4 separate regions of the Mus musculus genome follow, and regions 1, 2 and 4 are each linked to region 3. Evidence: chromatin contacts called from public promoter capture Hi-C data. All regions are on one chromosome and are shown on one strand. The core of a region is the stretch at or near the end of the contact, and the rest is flanking DNA. Distances in the headings are between cores, read along the strand shown.

What was found. Promoter capture Hi-C pulls out the DNA fragments that hold promoters and counts their contacts.
Region 1: a contact with region 3 is called in a promoter capture Hi-C map of pre-B cells, with 9 times the contacts expected there. The contact joins the promoter of 1700003G18Rik here to the promoter of Gde1 in region 3. A contact is called at or near these places in 2 of 39 promoter capture datasets (liver and pre-B cells) and 1 of 9 other capture datasets (liver).
Region 2: a promoter capture Hi-C map of pre-B cells shows a contact between it and region 3, with 3 times the contacts expected there. The contact joins the promoter of Mettl9 here to the promoter of Gde1 in region 3. A contact is called at or near these places in 5 of 39 promoter capture datasets (the C10 cell line, hippocampal neurons, liver and 2 more), 1 of 484 Hi-C or Micro-C datasets (CD8 T cells) and 1 of 9 other capture datasets (liver).
Region 4: a contact with region 3 is called in a promoter capture Hi-C map of pre-B cells, with 5 times the contacts expected there. The contact joins the promoter of Nucb2 here to the promoter of Gde1 in region 3. A contact is called at or near these places in 2 of 39 promoter capture datasets (neutrophils and pre-B cells) and 1 of 115 datasets of contacts at active chromatin or transcription factors (astrocytes).

Annotation. Positions count from the first base shown.
Region 1 is chr7:116,091,767-116,094,466 of GRCm38.p6, forward strand. It overlaps 1700003G18Rik (RIKEN cDNA 1700003G18 gene), which reads right to left and starts at 1,383. Exons shown (of 4, transcript NR_029433.1): 1 at 1,296-1,383. 1110004F10Rik (RIKEN cDNA 1110004F10 gene) reads left to right here and starts at 1,614. Exons shown (of 5, transcript NM_019772.2): 1 at 1,614-1,759. The coding sequence starts at 1,697.
Region 2 is chr7:121,033,053-121,035,752 of GRCm38.p6, forward strand. Mettl9 (methyltransferase like 9) reads left to right here and starts at 1,393. Exons shown (of 5, transcript NM_021554.2): 1 at 1,393-1,923. The coding sequence starts at 1,759.
Region 3 is chr7:118,704,332-118,707,031 of GRCm38.p6, forward strand. Gde1 (glycerophosphodiester phosphodiesterase 1) reads right to left here and starts at 1,407. Exons shown (of 6, transcript NM_019580.4): 1 at 1,059-1,407. The coding sequence starts at 1,319.
Region 4 is chr7:116,503,063-116,505,762 of GRCm38.p6, forward strand. Nucb2 (nucleobindin 2) reads left to right here and starts at 1,307. Exons shown (of 14, transcript NM_001130479.2): 1 at 1,307-1,422.

The sequences.
Region 1 (2,700 bases), core at 133-2,632, 2.6 Mb before region 3:
GTCTCTGCTTCAAAAATAAAGGAATTGGATCTATGACTGCATAAATTAAGAAACTGTCTTCCCTGTGTGCATAGCTCTAAGTCCTGATGTTTGGGATAGGGGCGGGGGGTGGGGTACTGTTTTTATTTTATTTTTATTTTTTATTTTTATTTTGAGAGGAGGTCTTACTATAGACTCGGCTGACAAACCACACATTACTTAGAAGAGGATGATCTTGAATTTCTTATCTTCCTTCACCACCTCCCAGACACTAGGTTCACAGGCATAGTCAGGTTTCACTTTGGGCACAGTTCTATCAGTGGTTCATCGTCATCTGAAATGTAGTTCAACTAGAGTAACTGCTGAGCACAGACACTGACAGGTGTCTCATAGACCACTCGGTATGGGGACTTAAGACTAGCCATGTACTGTTGTCATACTATTTGTTTATACTTGAAAAAAAAATCTTTTTAAAAATCAAGGCTGGAAGTCTTCAGAATGAGTAAGGGCAAGAAAGTCATCCTGACAGTATGTCAGGTTCACCTGTGGATGCAAATTCAGCTATAACATACAGAAGTTTATCTTCAGTATCTGAACACTGGACTACAAGATCTTGCAGGAAGCTTAGTTGGGGCTGGAAAGGGAGCAGGGAAATGAGGAAAAGGGAACTAGAAACAAGATTGCAAATGGGAAGGGCAGCGAATGTATCCATCCTAAGGGGGCGGGGTGGGGGTGGTCTCTTGCAACTAGACTGAGGAGACAGTTGAAACAGGTTGAGACTGCTACTGTATTGTAACTTTAAAGGGGTTTATTATATAGGAAACTTACCCCCCACCCCCACCCCAAGAAAAATAATAAAGATACAGGATTTTTTTTTGGCAGACAGACTTCAGTCGATGAAGTTTCAAATAATATCTACCTTAAAAAGGGATCAGAGAGTTGGGTCACTCTTATCTAGAATACACTAAGCCCAGTGGAAAACGGTCCACAATTCCTGAGGGGTGGAGCTGTTTAGAAAAAAAACGAAAAACAAAACAGCCAATTAACAAGCCTTCAGCTTCACACTGAACTCTATTCAGTAAGAAAAGAAAGGAAGGAAGGAAAGGAAGAGAATGAAGACGTTAGAATATCCCGTGTGAGCAGTAGAGACCACACATTAGGCTGGGGGAAGAAGCCATGTTTTAGGTTTTTGTCTTGGGCCGAGAACTTGTATTCAAAAAGCCTCAAACATTACACTTAAGTCTATGTGTTTAACTATGATGAATGTGTTTACTAACAGGGCAGAACCTCACACACACAAAAAGGCGAAAACCCACTCTAGGTCTGTCTGTGGCAACGAAGCTCTCCGCCAACGATCACCACCATACCCATCCACGGGAAAGCTCCCTCTACACGCCGAAGAAAGCGTAGCCTCCGAGGGCTCTCCCGCCACGCCGCGCGAGATGCTTCGCTCGGCCTCCTGGGAAATGTAGTTTAAGTCACTGAAGACGGCTTAGTCAGGCCAGTAAAGAGTGAGTCCAAAAAAACTACAACTCCCGGTGTGCTCCAGGGTGACGAGCGGCCGCAGCAGTGACGACTGTAGCGGTGAAGGGCCGGAGGGGGCTCTGCGTTCTGGAGTGGCGCTGCTTGGTCCGGCGGCTGGGTGAGGGCTGCTGGTGTCGCGTTTGAGGAGAACTGCGAGTGTGTTTGGCATATCCCCGTCAGGATCCCAGCTACGATGAGTGCTGCCCGGGAGTCTCACCCGCACGGGGTGAAACGTTCAGCCTCCCCCGACGACGATGTAAATAACAATGGATGAGGGTTGAGGCCTAGTGAAGGCTGGGGTAGGCCGGGAAGGGTGGATGGAGGAAGAAGCGCCCGAAGGAAGGGGGCGCAACGAGGGATGTCTTCCTTTTCCTACTAGAATCTGAAGGATTGAAGAGGCCCTGAGCTGAGATACAGAGACCTGCGTAGGAACGGGGGTTGAGGAAGGAAATCCTGAGAAGGGTCGAAAAGGAAAAAGAGCTTAATCGAGATGTCTTTGCGTTTTGGGAAACCGGTGAAGCTCATTTCTTAGTCATTTCAGGATAGATATGTCATAGTCCTGACATTGGTCTAAAACGCTCCTCTGGCAATCGCGAAATGTTCAGTCACATTTGGACAAATTTTCCAGCCCGAATCCTTTTTTGCAGTGTACTGGTAATTGCTGCCCTAACTACACCATTCTTAATAAACAGAGACCAATATTAAGCCGAAGATTGTGGTAGACAGTTTGGGGATGGAATAATGGCGAGGTCAGAGGGAGTGAGACCCAGAAGCGCATTTTGATGTCAGATACCTTTTTCCTGCCCTCTCATGCCTTCAGCTCATCAGTTTAAATAATAAACTGTCCCTTATTAACCTGTTCAGTACTGACTACAATGCCAGATACTGGAATTGAAGATTAATAAAGAGGATGCTTATATTTGTCTTAGCTCTAGCATAGTGTTTAGAAACTGCAGGTAACTTGTAAAATTAGGTTCTTCTATAATGAAATCCCTTGGAAACATTGATGGGGAAGTTGGTGGGAAGGGGACATGAGGAAGTCATCTTTGAGACAGATGAAAGCTGGTCTCGCTTATTCATACACTGTCAGCTTCAGAATTGTAACTTTTAGTGCAGTTTGACATCTTTCATAAGTCCTTTGTGAGCCATAAAAGGTTCCCTGAATTATTTTGTAGTTAATGAGAGAATACTAAGAAC
Region 2 (2,700 bases), core at 143-2,642, 2.3 Mb after region 3:
AATTCTTCAGATCCTATCAGATGTATCTTTGCTTCTTGTTTAGAGGATACATTTAGGATTGAAGTCTTGGAGCTGTGGTTAAGCAAGCTTAATCTTAGGACACAGTTTTCTGTATCCTTTGTCTTTAGAAATGAAATATGCCCGTTTATGCACTCTTGTTGTATCTCCTCTTTACTTAAAAAGGTGAAGACTCTGGTTTGATACAGAAGAGCTTTATTGGAACTCAAAGAGGGGACATAATACAGTCATTTACATTCACTATTATAGCTTCTTTTAAGTATGTTGGACCAGTACTTCTAGAAAGTTGAGCTCAATTTAGTAAGGTATAGTCTTGGGTTTAACACCCAACTTGGAGAGATGTCAGGGAATATACCAGAATGAGAGAAGACAAAGTATTTTGTTATATTCTATGCACATTAGGTAACAAAATATTCTTATTAACGAAAGATGGTAAATAGATACTTTAACACCTAAGGAGTTTGTGATAAGGAATGCCATTTCTCATCCAGGGGTCATTATTTCATAAACGGAAATCTCTTCAGTGTAGTGTGATGAAATTAACGTAAAGATAAATTTGTTTTATAATTAATTTAAAATTAATGTACAGAATCTGTCGCTGTCAAATGAAAAGCATATTCTAACAAACCTAGGAAGGTGTGAGTAGCTGGGCTAGGAAATATGCTGTAGCTTAGTAGCAACAGTTGAGACACAACGACATCTCATGACCCTCATTTTAGAAACATTGGGCTTCTTCCTGCTATAAATGATCTAAGAAATATCTGGCTAAATCTCCCCAGACCGAGCACATTTTAAGAATGTCTGGTCCAACTTCTATCAGCTTGAGAAAACATGGCAGCCAGGACTAACTTGCAAGGAAACATGGCAGCCAGGACTAACTTGTGGCCTTCGTTGTCCAGCAGATGCTATTTTCCATCACATTTCGTTGAGTGCTCCAGGAGCAACAGTTTCCAACAAAGGCAGAGCTTTCACTCATGAGGGCTTCACTAGACCTGTGACAGCCGCTTCTCAGGCTTGGGAACACCGGGACTGGGAGTGGCGGTGGGATTCTTTCCCCCTCGATTCTCTGCTTTGCAGCTATCGGGTGGCTTTTGGAGTTGGGAGTCAGGTTCGCTGACCCCAGATGGAAATTATTAAATAGACGGTCAAGACTGTAGCAAGAAGGGCAGCGCGGGTCTATCGAATAAACCTGGGTCTGTGTCAATGGGAACAATTAGGTCAAAGGTGTAATCGAGGGGCCCACAGGGTAGTTACTAAGGCAAGACAAGCCCGGAAGTCCTGCAGACCCCTCCTCGGAGGGGCCAGACTCTAGTAGCCCCTTTAGGAAGTCTCCCCCGGATCTTCCGCCATTATGAGTCCAGGCGGCGCCACGGAGGACGTGCACGCCCTCTCTCCCAACTCCCGGGCCTCCCGGTCTCCGCTCATTGGGCAGGGAGGACGCCCCTCCTGCGTTTGTACGTGCACCGGGTGGAAACACGACCTGGAGTCGTTGGCGTTCCGGGCTGGGAAGGGCCGCGGGGGACGTGAGAAGGCCGCGCGCCTGCCGCTCCTCCCCCGCCCCCCCTCCCGCGCCATCTCCCCCTCCCTCTGCCTCGGCCCCGAAGGGGGCTGCACGGGCGACTTGGCGGCGATGGCTCGAGCTCCGGCGGCGACGACGGTGGCCGGAGGCGGCGGCTCCTCCTCCTCCTCCTCCTGGGCTTGGGCCCGGCGGTGATCCGAGCTGGCGGCCGCGGCCCCCCGATGAGACTGTTGGCGGGCTGGCTGTGCCTGAGCCTGGCGTCCGTGTGGCTGGCGCGGAGGATGTGGACGCTGCGGAGCCCGCTCTCCCGCTCCCTGTACGTGAACATGACTAGCGGCCCCGGCGGGCCAGCGGCGGCCGCGGGCGGCGGGAAGGACACGCACCAGGTACTGGGCCGCAGCCCTGCGGAGCGGGGGCGTGGCGCGGCGCGGCGGGGCGCTCGGCCTTCCCGCGCTCGGCCGGGCCATTGTGCGGGGCGGCGCGCTCGGGCCTCGGCCCCGGCCTCTCACAAACTTTTCCCGGCCCGGGCGCTGGCCCCACGGCGCCTTTTGTTCGGCGGCGCGGGCGGGGGACAGCCTTTGCTGCCTGGCTCCCCGGGCCCCAGCGTGGGCGCCCCGAAGCCCCGCATTGTTCCCAGGCCGGCGGCGGCGTCCGCGTCCGCCCTCAGGACCCGAGCAACTTTGGGTAGGGCCACCCAACTGGCACTGGGGCCTGAGCAGAAAACTGCCCCAGCTCTCACCCAGCCAGCCTTCCTCTACCCCCCCGAGGGACAAAACCGAAAGCCGGTCTCTTTTTGTCTGGCCGAATCTCTGGATATACAAAGGGTTCTAAAGACATTAAACTGGGCCTCGTGAACATTTCGGCTGACATTTCCCCGAAGCACTTAAAAAAATGTGTTTGACAGGTCTGGGCTCCCAGCCTAGGAACTCTCCTCCCCCTCTGCCTATGAGACGTGTCCTTTCAACTTGGGTTTAGTGAGCTGACCAGAGAGGTTGGGATGAGGAGGAAGATGATGCAAGCTTTAAACGGAGAGGTTTAAAAAATCTGAACTGTTCAGCAGTGAATTCTTGTAGCTAATGAATGGATTGTGAGCCGTGGGGGTTCTACCGGTTGGATGGGGTTGGATGGTCTTTTCATTAGCTATTTGTACCACTTAAAGAAAC
Region 3 (2,700 bases), core at 157-2,656:
GAATGACCTCCTATACCCCTCAAGTCAACTCTTGGCATTCTTCCATCTAAAACAATCTAGCTATGTAAGCAGTTAAGGTGTGACGTCACTCCACATACTTCTTTCATGCTATTTTTTTGATCTACAATTAAACCCACAGATGCAAGGCCAACACGTATGAAGGCTGACTGTAGTGCACTGAAGTCCATAATCCACTGAAATGCTCTTGCCATACAAGCTGACATTAATCTGAAAACAGAAGGCTTCCAAGGGCAAAGGGCTATTAAAATTCTCCTGGGTGCCTTATGGAAAGGGGAAGCAAATATTGACAGAGGAGTCTGGCTGCCAGGGTTGACGACTATGATGAAGGTGTATTTGGAAAGAGGCCATAAAGATAATATCCAAGTAATACAGAGGACAGAAATACACCCTGTGATAAGGGTGATTAAGAATATCTTGCTAGTTGGTGGTGGTGGGTGTCTTTAGTCCCAGCACTTTAACCCCACCAGGCAGGTGGATCTGAGTTGAGGCCAGTCTGATAAGTTCAAGGAGTGGACTACAGAGAAACCCTGTCTCGAAAAAAAGAGAGAAATCCCATTTACTAACAAGAACCCATTTGACCTAGTTCATATCTTAATTCATCCATACACTAGAGTTTGTTCTGCTCCTCGAAGCCAGCACCACATATAAGCCTGTTGTGTTGTGTTGCTACCTTACCACTCCAACATAAACCTCACCTCAGGCCCTTTGCACTTGCCATCGGCATCCTGGAACACTTCCCACTGATTCCAACCTTGTAATTCTAGTTCACAGTTCACAAATATCTAGTTCATAGAAAACTACTGCTACATAATGCACTGCCCCACCCTAAAGTAGCCTCATATGTTATCTCTCCCAACCCAGATGAAAGCCCTGTCAAAGGAGTCGTGCCTGGCTGCCATCCCAGCGTCTGGCACATACCAAGTCTTACAATTACCCGCGGAATTCTAGAAATAGCTGAAGTGGGGAGGGATGCGGAGCCGGGAGGAGAAGAAGAGATGTCAGCGGCGGAGCAGGCCCGAGGCGTGCGCGGGGCTCACCTGCCGGATGGCCGCCAGCGTGTTCTCGGGCGCGTCGTGGCTGCCGCCGCGATGGGCGATGGCGGACACGCGGTCACGGGGCTTGAGCACCTGCAGGGCCCGGCGGGACGGCACCGGCTCGAAGCTGAAGAACCGCAGCAGGATGTAGAGGCTGCCGGTGAGCACGCAGGCGTTGAAGGGGCTGCGTGTCACCACCAGCAGCAGCACCAGCACGAAGGAGAAGGGGCCCAGGAGGCCGCCCTGGTCCTCCCACAGCCACATGCCGGCGCCTGCACCGGCACGGACCGGAGCCCCGGACCTGCCGGGCGACGCGTAGACGCCGAGGTACTGGCCACAGCCGGAACCCTCCGCTGGGAGCAGCGCTGCACAATGGCGCCGACGGACCCATCTCGAGAAAGAGCCCGCCCTCCAGCCAATCAGAGTCCCGGAGCTTCGGCGTTGGGGGGCCGGAACCGCTGTCATGGCAACAGGAGCAGGCCCTTGCCCCAGGCCTGGGTTCCAAGGGCGCTTCGGGTTATGTAAAGTGAGGACAAGACTTAGACCCTGTCCTTCAGACTTAGTGGAAGGAGGGTGACACGGTCAAAGTTTCTTAGTGACCTTGTATCTGACCTCGAGGAAACTAAAGGCTTTGACTTTAAAAGGAACAGGATGTTTAACCTGCTTATTCAAAATGTGCCAGTAGTGTTTCCAGAGTTCTTCTGGGTCAGAGACAGGGCCTGTAATGAGCCAGGCTTACCCTGGAGCTGTAATAAGTTACGCTCCATGAACCAAACAAAAAAAAAAGTAAAAAGCAGAGAAATGGACACACCGGGAAGAAATCTAGTAAAGCACACCCACAAGTCCGTTTTCAGGGTTCTGACGGGAGGTTTAGGTTTAAATAGAGGGCAAGAGGCATGCTTGGCTAAGAAGCCCCGCCCATCATTGACCACTTAGTTCCAGTCTGTTCAGAAAGGTCCGGGACCTTCAGAACCCTTTGAACTTACAGAAAAGATACATTTTTTTCCAGGCTGGACACAGGCTCTAAGCCCTTTCCTTCTCTCAAAATCAGACTCCTAAGGAAATTCCAATTTCCTGCGGTCCATGCCTCAAAATAATATCAAGAAGGGTGACTTACAAATGTCTCTTTGGAATATCTTCATTCTTGCAAGGGCTGTTTCCACCAGGACACATGTCTGCATTTAGTGAAAGTACCTTCCCCTTGCGGGAAGTAGTATTGAGCACGATAACAAGACAAGGAAAATTAAGGGACCGTGGGAAGGAAAAAGAGCTCTTACTAGAAGTGTGGTTAAAGCCTCTTGACTTTAAGCATCAAGAATTCCTGCATGGGTAGCCCACATTCCTTTTATATGGAGATGCTTCAAGTTAGAATGTTCAAATAGCAACAAATCTAAAGGTCTAATATATGGCTTTTCTCCTTTTCCATCTGCAAGCCTGCAATTTGCTAGGAATCTCGTTGACAGTAAAGATGCGTTCACCTCCTTGTGGGACCTTTGTGAATCATGGTTTTATCTTAAGGATTGTGGCTCTTCTCAGTGTGCCCAGAAAGCCACCTTAAATCTCATTTATTGGGCTGGAGAGCTGACTCAATGATTGGGAGTACTGGCTGCTCTTCCAGAGGAACTGAGTTCAATCCCCAGCCTAC
Region 4 (2,700 bases), core at 57-2,556, 2.2 Mb before region 3:
ATCCCAAGAATGGCCGAGTTAGTACAATGTGACTGACTCTTTTTTATAGACTGTAAGTGTGTGTGTGTGTGTGTGTGTGTGTGTGTGTGTGTGTGTGTGGCTGTTACTGACCCCATTTTATACACAAGGAAATGGAAGCATAGTGCTCTGATACCTTCTTTAGGATGGGTTAGAAAAGTTGAGTGTTGCAAGAGAGAAGTCTGATCTCTAATGGTGCACACAGCCATTAACCCACGTTGTGTCTTGCTAACAGTGGTTTCCATTGCAGTCTACCCTCCCCTGGATCTGTGGGTTCTTCGTTTGTAGATTCAACCAACTAGAGATAGAGAGAATGAGACAGAGAGCGAGCGAGCGAGAGTGCTAAGTGCCAGCATTCGTGTGTCTCTCTCTGCTTCCTGATACCTTGTGCCAGCTGCCTCAAGCTTCTTCTACTGCTGTACTGAAGCACACCCTTAAACTGTGAGCAAAACAAACAAGCAAAACCCCAAAACCAAACCAAACCAAACCAAACCAAACCAAACCAAACCAAACCAAACCAAACCCCTCTTCCTTCTTTAACTGCTTTTCTTAGTATTTTTCGTTGCAGCAAGGAGACCAGCCAGTCAGTACACAACCTAGGACCTTTTTCTTTGGGTTGAAAAACAAAACAAAACAAAACAAAACAAAACAAAACACCCTAAAAATCAGTCAGGTGCGAGTAACTGGCACTCACGCTTCAAAACCAGCTCCAAGGCTCTAAAGCTTTTCTACCCTCCAAGCACGTACAAAATGCCCCACGGTTAAAATGTTGTTAATGTTAAATGTGTTGAAGATGTCTTGACTCCACGGGGCAGAGAGAAGAAAAATCTGTATCTGAGAGGTAAATGCTATTAAGTCACAGGGACTCAGGGACCACGATAAGGAGGGTGGGGGTACGTTAAATACCAGTCTGAGTCCCTGCAGGAAAGAGGCTCTCCAAGACTCACAAGAGGGCTACCACTTTTTTCTCCACCACTGTGGGCGCTGCAGGCTCATGCCAGAGACCAAGAACCTGGCAAACCCTAAGATTTTGTGGGGGATCCCCGGGCATCACTTCACCCTACTAAGCCATGCACTAAGAGCTAGTCTAAGACAGCAAGGGAAGGAAGAGGCGCGGCTTCCTCACGCTTCGGAGAGCGCCACGTCCCTCTTGGCTAGTTCTTCCAGAAGCGCCTTCGCGTAGGCGCGTCCCTGGACCAGTTCACCAATAGGAGTCCTCCGCGATCCGGAGCTGGACCAATTAGCGGCTGTGGGGGGAGGAGGCAGTCACCATGGCAACCAGGAGGCGGGCACGCATTAGGCTGTGGATCAGAGCAAGGCGGAGGGCCGTGGGCAGGGAAAACTGGTGTGCTCGCGGCGGGCATCAGTCGGCTTAGCCTCGCGCGCCGGGACCCTGCAGAGAAGGTCAGTGGCGCGGAGCAGGGTGTAGATCCCAGCCTCGAGGAGGCTGGACGGGTCACAGAAGAGAGGGCGCAGGTCTGTTCTTGCCCTGCCCATGGTTGTGGGCATGGAGGGCCGAGTTCTGGGCGGGCAAGGTTGGGGAGGGTCTCCCAGCTGAAGCCGGAGGCGTCGGGTCCACTCCACCACTCTTCTAGCTACAGAGCGCTTGAGCTTTTCTTCCGGGTGGGTAGCACGAGCAGGCAGAGTAGGTGCTGGACCCAGACTGGGGCGGGGTACGTGGGCGAGGGGCTCGCCCACTGGTGAGGTCTCTGGACCTATCGATTCCCGGCTGATGCTCCGCGCCCCCCCGCCCCCCTCCAGTTGTGGAGCAAAGCTAGGCCCAGGAACACAGCTCTTCCCCGGGGTATGTGAAACCAGCATCTGCCACTAAGGAGAAAGTTCCTGCCAGCTGTAGTATCGTTTGCCCCAAAGTGACAAATTAGGTGAAAGAGGATACATTTTGATTTAGGGGGAAGAGAAAGATGTTACTTTCTTGTTGCACCTGCTGAATGTTACCTCCGTGGGCTGGTGTGGTTATTGTGGTTGATACAGACAGCAGTCTTACCAGACAGTTATTTTGCAAAATCAGAAAGGGGTGGAGGGGAAGAGAATGAAAATGAACAGGAACCCTTGTTCTGATAATTTATACCTTTTACACGGGTTAATGTACCTTTTACACAATTGAATGCCGAGTGCTATCATCTAAGTTTCTTATTTAAGAAACTGTGGATAAATAATATACATTTTATCCCCCTCCCCAATCATCCTGATTTTGACAAAAGGCAGGAAAGTGGTGACTCACACAATATCAGCTGTTAGGGGAGCCTGAGGCAGGAGGATACGGGGCTTAAATGAAAATATTTGTTATAGTGAGTTACAGTTAATTTTGGGATTTCCCTACAGGAAAGCTTAAAATGTTGAGATGATTGTCCCAAAGAATTGTCAAGAGGTGATAGTATTCTACCAGGCATTTGGACCAGGGAGCCTTTGGCTATTTAAATTGCTTCTTAAGGTCTTCCCTGGCTGGTTTTGTTAAGAAACTGGACTTGAGTAATGCTCAGATTATTTTATCTTAGAAATTGTATCAGGAGTTTTCCCTCACATAAGCTGTGTTATGGTTCTATAAAACTCAAATTCAACAAATAATGGTCCATGTTCCAACACATGTTCCTTGGTTAACACAATTAACAGGGTTGCACATTAAAATAATGGAAATTTAGGATTACAAATGAAATCTCAGAT